2 separate regions of the Anas platyrhynchos genome follow, and region 2 is linked to region 1. A link is a contact called in public Hi-C data. All regions are on one chromosome and are shown on one strand. The core of a region is the stretch at or near the end of the contact, and the rest is flanking DNA. Distances in the headings are between cores, read along the strand shown. Region 1 overlaps GLCCI1 (glucocorticoid induced 1). Region 2 holds the start of GLCCI1 (glucocorticoid induced 1).

Region 1 (2,700 bases), core at 188-2,687:
GCTACTATGGAGGGTGGCTTTAATTTTTTCAAGCAAAAATATTGATACTGGAAAAAAAAGTGAATTTTAACAGTGTATTAAGAAATGCATGCTGTTGTCAAATCGATGGTTTCCATACCTTTGCAGGGAGTTATGAGGATAGTATATAATGTCCAAGAACGTACTGTCCCATAGTGGTTGACTGGTGTCTTGTCGGAATGCATTTGGCATAAAGTTAGTACATGACTGGAGTCTTTTACAAAAAAAAATACAGTATACAGAATGCAGTAATTTCCAGTCATTTTCCATGCATTGAGCATTATGAAAACTAATAACAGCTGTACTGAATTAGCTACCCTATTTCTTGTGCTTTAATGTTGTGAGGGCTTCAGTTTTTAGAATAGTTTAGGAATGACTCATGGAAAGTAACCAGTATTTTTTTTTATGTTGATCAGGTTTGATTCATAAGTTTTAAGAAGTGGAATAGTATCTAGCTGATATTTTCATGAAGGGTTTTGCTCTTGTCAAAACCTGGATTCAGTGTGAAGGGGAAGAAATATACAGAAGCACAATAATCTGAAGTACTTGTAGGTGCTTTCTATGTATTAAGTTATTCTACTTGGAAAGAGTGATAAATAGTCAGCTTTTTCCACTTGTATATAGAGGCATACTTGAAAATACAGATTACTTTCTATACCTTAAGTTTTAATTCAGTGGAGGCTGAAGTAAGTGATTTGGAATATACTTCCTGACTACATAAGACCACGCTGTTTCTACAGGTGTTGAAGAACATCTGTGTTATACTGAAGTCCTGAATTATGTGCTTACCTTTTTTTTTTTTTCCTGCCTGGAATCCTTGGTTTACCTGTTATGTAGAGTGTGTGCACTTAATGAGTAGCTGTTCAATGTTTTTTTCTCCCTGTTAGATGTGTCCTAATGCTCACTATTAAACCTTGCTTTGAAGTCAAAAATCTATATTTCTTCCTGGGTTTTTGTTTCTATGTAATAGTGTCTCTGAAATATCGTTCTCTTCTCATCTCACCTGTGTGAGAAGGATGATATCTGCACTTTATGGATGGAGAAACACAAATCCATCAGGCTTCTTCTATAATGTGATTCTTCAGGTAATTCAGGGTACTGAATGTCATTTTCAGAGTTTAAAGTGCAGCTCCCGTGGTTTCCTTCCTCATCTGTGAATGAGGAAGGCTTTTGCAGACCCGGTCCTATACAGACTGGGCTCCCATAAAAGAGAAGGGTTGCTTCAGATGACTTCCTGGCATCTTGTAAAATTTTTGTGAGAGACAGAGATAGAATACTGTTCTACATGGCAGTTATTTTTTGGTTATGTTAATTGCAAGACTGTTTCCTTTCTACAGCTTCAGTCTTGTTTTCTACCTCTCCTCGGTCTGTGTAACAAATGATATAATGCTTTAGGTCTATCTTGTGCATTGAATGAGTCATGGCCTGTTGGGGGTGATGGGAAGAGCAACACGTAGTCGTGTTGTAACGCATATGCAATGTGAGCAGAACTGTTGGAACAGACTACACAGCCTTGTCCAAACTTCTGAGCACTTGATGTAGCAACTGTAATGTTCTCTTTATAGCGTGTTACTTTGCTTTTAAATGAAATGTGAAATGCTGTTAACTGGAAGGCTCATAAGAAGGGAAGGCTCCTCTGACTTTACTGTGTCTGCCTCTTTGTGTAGTATGGGGTGGTTTTCTGGACAGACTATTGCTGAAGAGAGGAGAATGTGATACTTGGACAGTGTACTCTTGTGAAATATTTGGGCTGAATTTTAAGCTCTAGAATGGGCTGTTCTGATTTTGGCATGAATGGAAAAAAAAGAAAACAATAAAATAAAAATCTTCACTTGATGTGAAAAGGAAAAAAGGATTCTTGCAGCTAGAACACTTAATCTGTTCTCTATGGCTTGAATAAAATCCTCACTGAAGTGAGGATAAAACTATTATTTTAAATCTTGGAGGTATTTTTACTCCTTCACTTTTAACTGGAACTCTAATACTCTTTCTTTCAAAAAAAAAAAAAAAAAAAGTAGTGCTGTCTTCATGATAAAACTAATTTTCCCACAGGGAGCAAGAAGTAGGGTGTACCAACCTACTACAGTGAACATGTCTGTGCAGTATGTTGCAGACTAGGATGCAAGATCACTCTTGCCAGTGCCAACTAGACTGCTGTGAGCAGGCACTGCTTGCTATCTTAGGTTCAGAACAAAGCTGGTGAACCTTATATAAGCTTGTACTTCTGCTTAGTTCTCAATTTATCAGAGGTTGCCTACGAAAGTGAAGGATGAAGAGTACAGGTGTGTTAGAGGATTACTGCCTACTAGCAAAGCTTGAATAGTTTAATTTGTAACAGTAATTCAGTTTGTTATGGCAATAACATGCTGTTGTATTTTGTTTTCTGCTTTTTGTTTTTTCCAAATGTGGTATCAGAGTACTTGTTTTTGCTTTGTAACAAGTGACCTGTATTGAAGATTGTACTACTAAGTACAATTACGTACAAGGCCTATTTGTCAAGTGTGTGTGAGGGAAGTTGCTTCCTGAAATACCTGTTTTAGCATTTTTCTGATAACACTACTGTGTGTAGATAAATATTGAAGTGTGTTCTATTGTTAACTTTGCATAAGAGGATATAGTTGGCTGGGAACATCTGCATATGATCCCAGCATTGAGCATAATTTATGATAGTTGTGTCCGTTT
Region 2 (3,110 bases), core at 587-3,086, 45 kb before region 1:
ACGATGGAATTATTTGCAGGGGTTTTAGAATAGTGCCTAAACACTATCTAAATTCAAGGGTTGTGCTAGTTCTTCTTTACTTTAGTCTGGTGTAACTCTGAGCACTGGCAATAACTGCAACGTACCAGTTATTGTCCTGGTCAAACAAAGATGCACTTTTTCTCAGCTGATCCTAAACGATTTTTGCTCTGTAAGACATTACTGTATCAGCAATGTTATCTGACAAAGTTACAGATAGAGAAAAATGTGCTTACTGTTTAAAATACTAGTGCGCGCAGACTGCTTCTACAGGTGAATGCTTCCCAGCCATTTTGATTCCAGTGCAGTGAAGTAGAAAAAACAAACTAGATAGACTTCATAAGCTGTGATTAAGCACAGTGCAAAATCCTAGGGGAAAAAACGTCTCCACGCTGCAGTTATACAAGCAAAGTTGGCTTGTGCTAGCAGAAGACTGGACTAATGGAAAAATATATGGTTGATGACTTTTCTTAAAATTAATTTATACAAGTGGCTCTGTTGCCTGAGCACACGTTCGTGTGGATGTGAGGTGTATTATTTCTACCCTTTCTGTAACATAACCGTGGTGACTGCATCACATGATGCTAGTGCAAACAAAGTCTCATTAGCAGCCCATGAATAGATGCATTTTCCTAGAATACAGTTTCGCATTAGGACTATCGACTGGTGCCTGGGCTACCAGAGGATAAGGATAGGTACAGACAGCTTTGGAAGTAGAGAATAAGGATGGTAGTCTTTAGTGTGGTAAAGACAATGATGAGTGTGTATTATATAATTGAAAACAGTACGTGGGATATCATTAATTCTGTGACACTATTACTTAATTACTGATTGACTCTAAAGCTATATCAAATAGACTATAACTTTTTAATCGTCACCCATTCTAATGATACCTCTCTTCTACGCCCTTTTTGTTCTCTTAAAGCCCTCATTTTAGGTCTGAGAGGCCATCGCACTAGGCTGGCTTCCTCCAAGAAGCAAGATTCACTGTGTTTCCCTTCCATTAACATCCTATTCACATCGAATTCAGCGTAAACACTGCTCTCTTGATGGACTCTGCTCATCTTCCTGATCTCATAGCCATTTATTTTTTCCTAGCTATTAAGCTACTCGTCTTAATCTTTATTTTCTTTCTGTCCCGTTGTCCTGTGTTACCAATTCATCTAGTGGGGGAACAAAAGCTCTTTCCTTAATGCTGCTGTGGAACTTATTTTCCCCTTCACTCCCTGAAAACTGTTTTTTGGTGTATGTTAGGAAAAAAAATAAGATTTCATGTAAACGTAACGCGAAATGAGACCACATTTAATTAGAACCTGAGGAATGCTTTCCAGCAGGAGCTGGCTGTGAGGGCTCAGCACACCCACACAGGCTCGACGTGAGCAAACTTTGTTGCAGGTAACTTAAGATCTGTTCCTGCAAGTGTGGGGAGCGGCGGAGCCCCCCGTAGCTCGGCTCTGCTCTCCACAGCTCGAATCGGGTCGGTTCCCCCTGGGCCCTGCCGAGCTGCCCACCGGGGGCTGCCCCCACACGCCGCGGGGTCCGCCATCTTTAACCCCCCCCCCCCCCCCGGGGACGGCGATGAAAGCTGCCCCCTCCCCTCCCCGCCCCCTCCCACCGCCCACTGCCAGCCTCCCCTCAGCGCCGCCACATCCCACTTCCCTCCGCCCGCCTTCCCCCCGCAGGCCCCGCCCCGCGCCTCGCCATTGGCTGAGAGAGAAGAGCGACGGCTCCTCCAGGCAATGGGACCGGCGCTGTGGCTGCGGCGCCGGCCAATGGGCGCGCGTGCTGCCCGCCCCTGCCCGTGGCGGCCGTGCGGCGGGGCGGCGCGGTGCCATTGGGCGGCGGGGCGGCGCGGGGAGCGGGTGGTGGTGGCCGCTGCTCCCGGGCGCCGGCGGGGGCAGGAGCTGGCCGCGGACGCGTCCCCACCCCCTCCCGCCTGGAGCCGTACGATGTGAGCGGCCGCGGGGCTCGGCAGCGCCCCCGGTGCCCACGACGCTGGGGCGGGCAGCGATGGCCGGAGCCCGGCGCGGGAGCAGCCGCCGTCGCCGATAGGAAGCGCCGGGGGCAGCCTGCGCGGAGCCTCCCTCGGGCCGCGGAGCGCCCGTCCCGTCCCGTGCAGCCCCGTCCCGTTCCCCCCCCCCTCCGACCCCTCCTCCCCCCGCACCCCGCGGCCGGTGCATGCGGGGCTCTGGGGACCCCCCTCGGTCCCCCCCCGCCGCCGCCCCGCCATGTCCTCGTCGTCCAGCTCCTCGCAGACGCCCCCGTCCCACCACCAGCCCCCGGCGCAGAGGATGAGGCGCGGCGCCGCCGGCTCCCCCACCGCCGCCAGCGGCACGGCCGGGGGCGGCCCCGGTAACGGCGGCGGCGGCTGCGGGGGGTGCGCGGCGGGGCCCGGCCGGCTGCTGCAGCCCATCCGAGCCACCGTGCCCTACCAGCTGCTGCGGGGCGGCCAGCGCAGCCCGACCCGCTCCCCCTCCGCCTCGGCGGGCAGCGGCACCGGCCCGGGGGGGGGCCGAGGCGGCGGTGGCAGCGGCAGCCCCCCCCCGGCGCCCAGCGCCACGCCGCCGCTGGAGCCGGGCAGGGCGAAGGGGCGGCAGCGGCGCTCGCCCGACAGCGGCGGCAGCAGCAGCAGGAGGAGCAGCTCCCCGGAGAGGCGCAGCCCCAGCTCCCCGGTGTACCGAGGTAACGCGGGGGGGAGGCAGGGAAAGAGCCTCGTCCCGCACCCCCATACGTCCCCCCCCGACCGTGGGAGGGGGGTGCGAGATCCCAAATGTCACCCCACAGCCCTGGAGAGACACCCGAGGGGGGTGGGACAGCCCCTGTCCCCGCTGTGTCCCCCTCCCCAGAGCCGGGCTGTGGGGGTAGGGGCACGGGCAGACCCCAGGTGTGGTGCCCAGGGGCTCAGATGGGTGCCAAAGCAAACCCCGTGCGCTCTGTGCTGCTGTGGGGTTTGCTTTCTGAAGGACTTGCTTCCCTCCCCCTCCCCTTCTTTTTTTTTTTTTTTTAAAGTCTTAAGGTTAAAATTATGTAATGTTTTCAAACACAGCCTCTAAAACAAAACCAAAAAAAAAATATCCCATCTTGAAGTGCTT

The links. Hi-C and Micro-C count contacts between places; a contact is called where the count stands out from the background.
Region 2: a contact with region 1 is called in a Hi-C map of subcutaneous adipose tissue, with 2.1 times the contacts expected there. The contact joins the promoter of GLCCI1 here to the enhancer-like site in region 1. A contact is called at or near these places in 3 of 8 Hi-C or Micro-C datasets (skeletal muscle and subcutaneous adipose tissue).

What each region holds. Positions count from the first base shown.
Region 1 is chr2:132,754,163-132,756,862 of IASCAAS_PekinDuck_T2T, reverse strand. All of the region lies in intron 5 of GLCCI1 (glucocorticoid induced 1), which reads left to right. Among named protein-coding and RNA genes, the nearest start is that of GLCCI1, 45 kb to the left of the region's middle. Within about 2 kb of position 1,437, at least 2 of the 8 cell types and tissues checked have an H3K27ac peak or open chromatin away from gene starts, as enhancers often do. A contact at or near this core is called in subcutaneous adipose tissue, where this site is marked.
Region 2 is chr2:132,798,952-132,802,061 of IASCAAS_PekinDuck_T2T, reverse strand. GLCCI1 (glucocorticoid induced 1) reads left to right here and starts at 1,836. Exons shown (of 8, transcript XM_038173703.2): 1 at 1,836-2,700. The coding sequence starts at 2,247.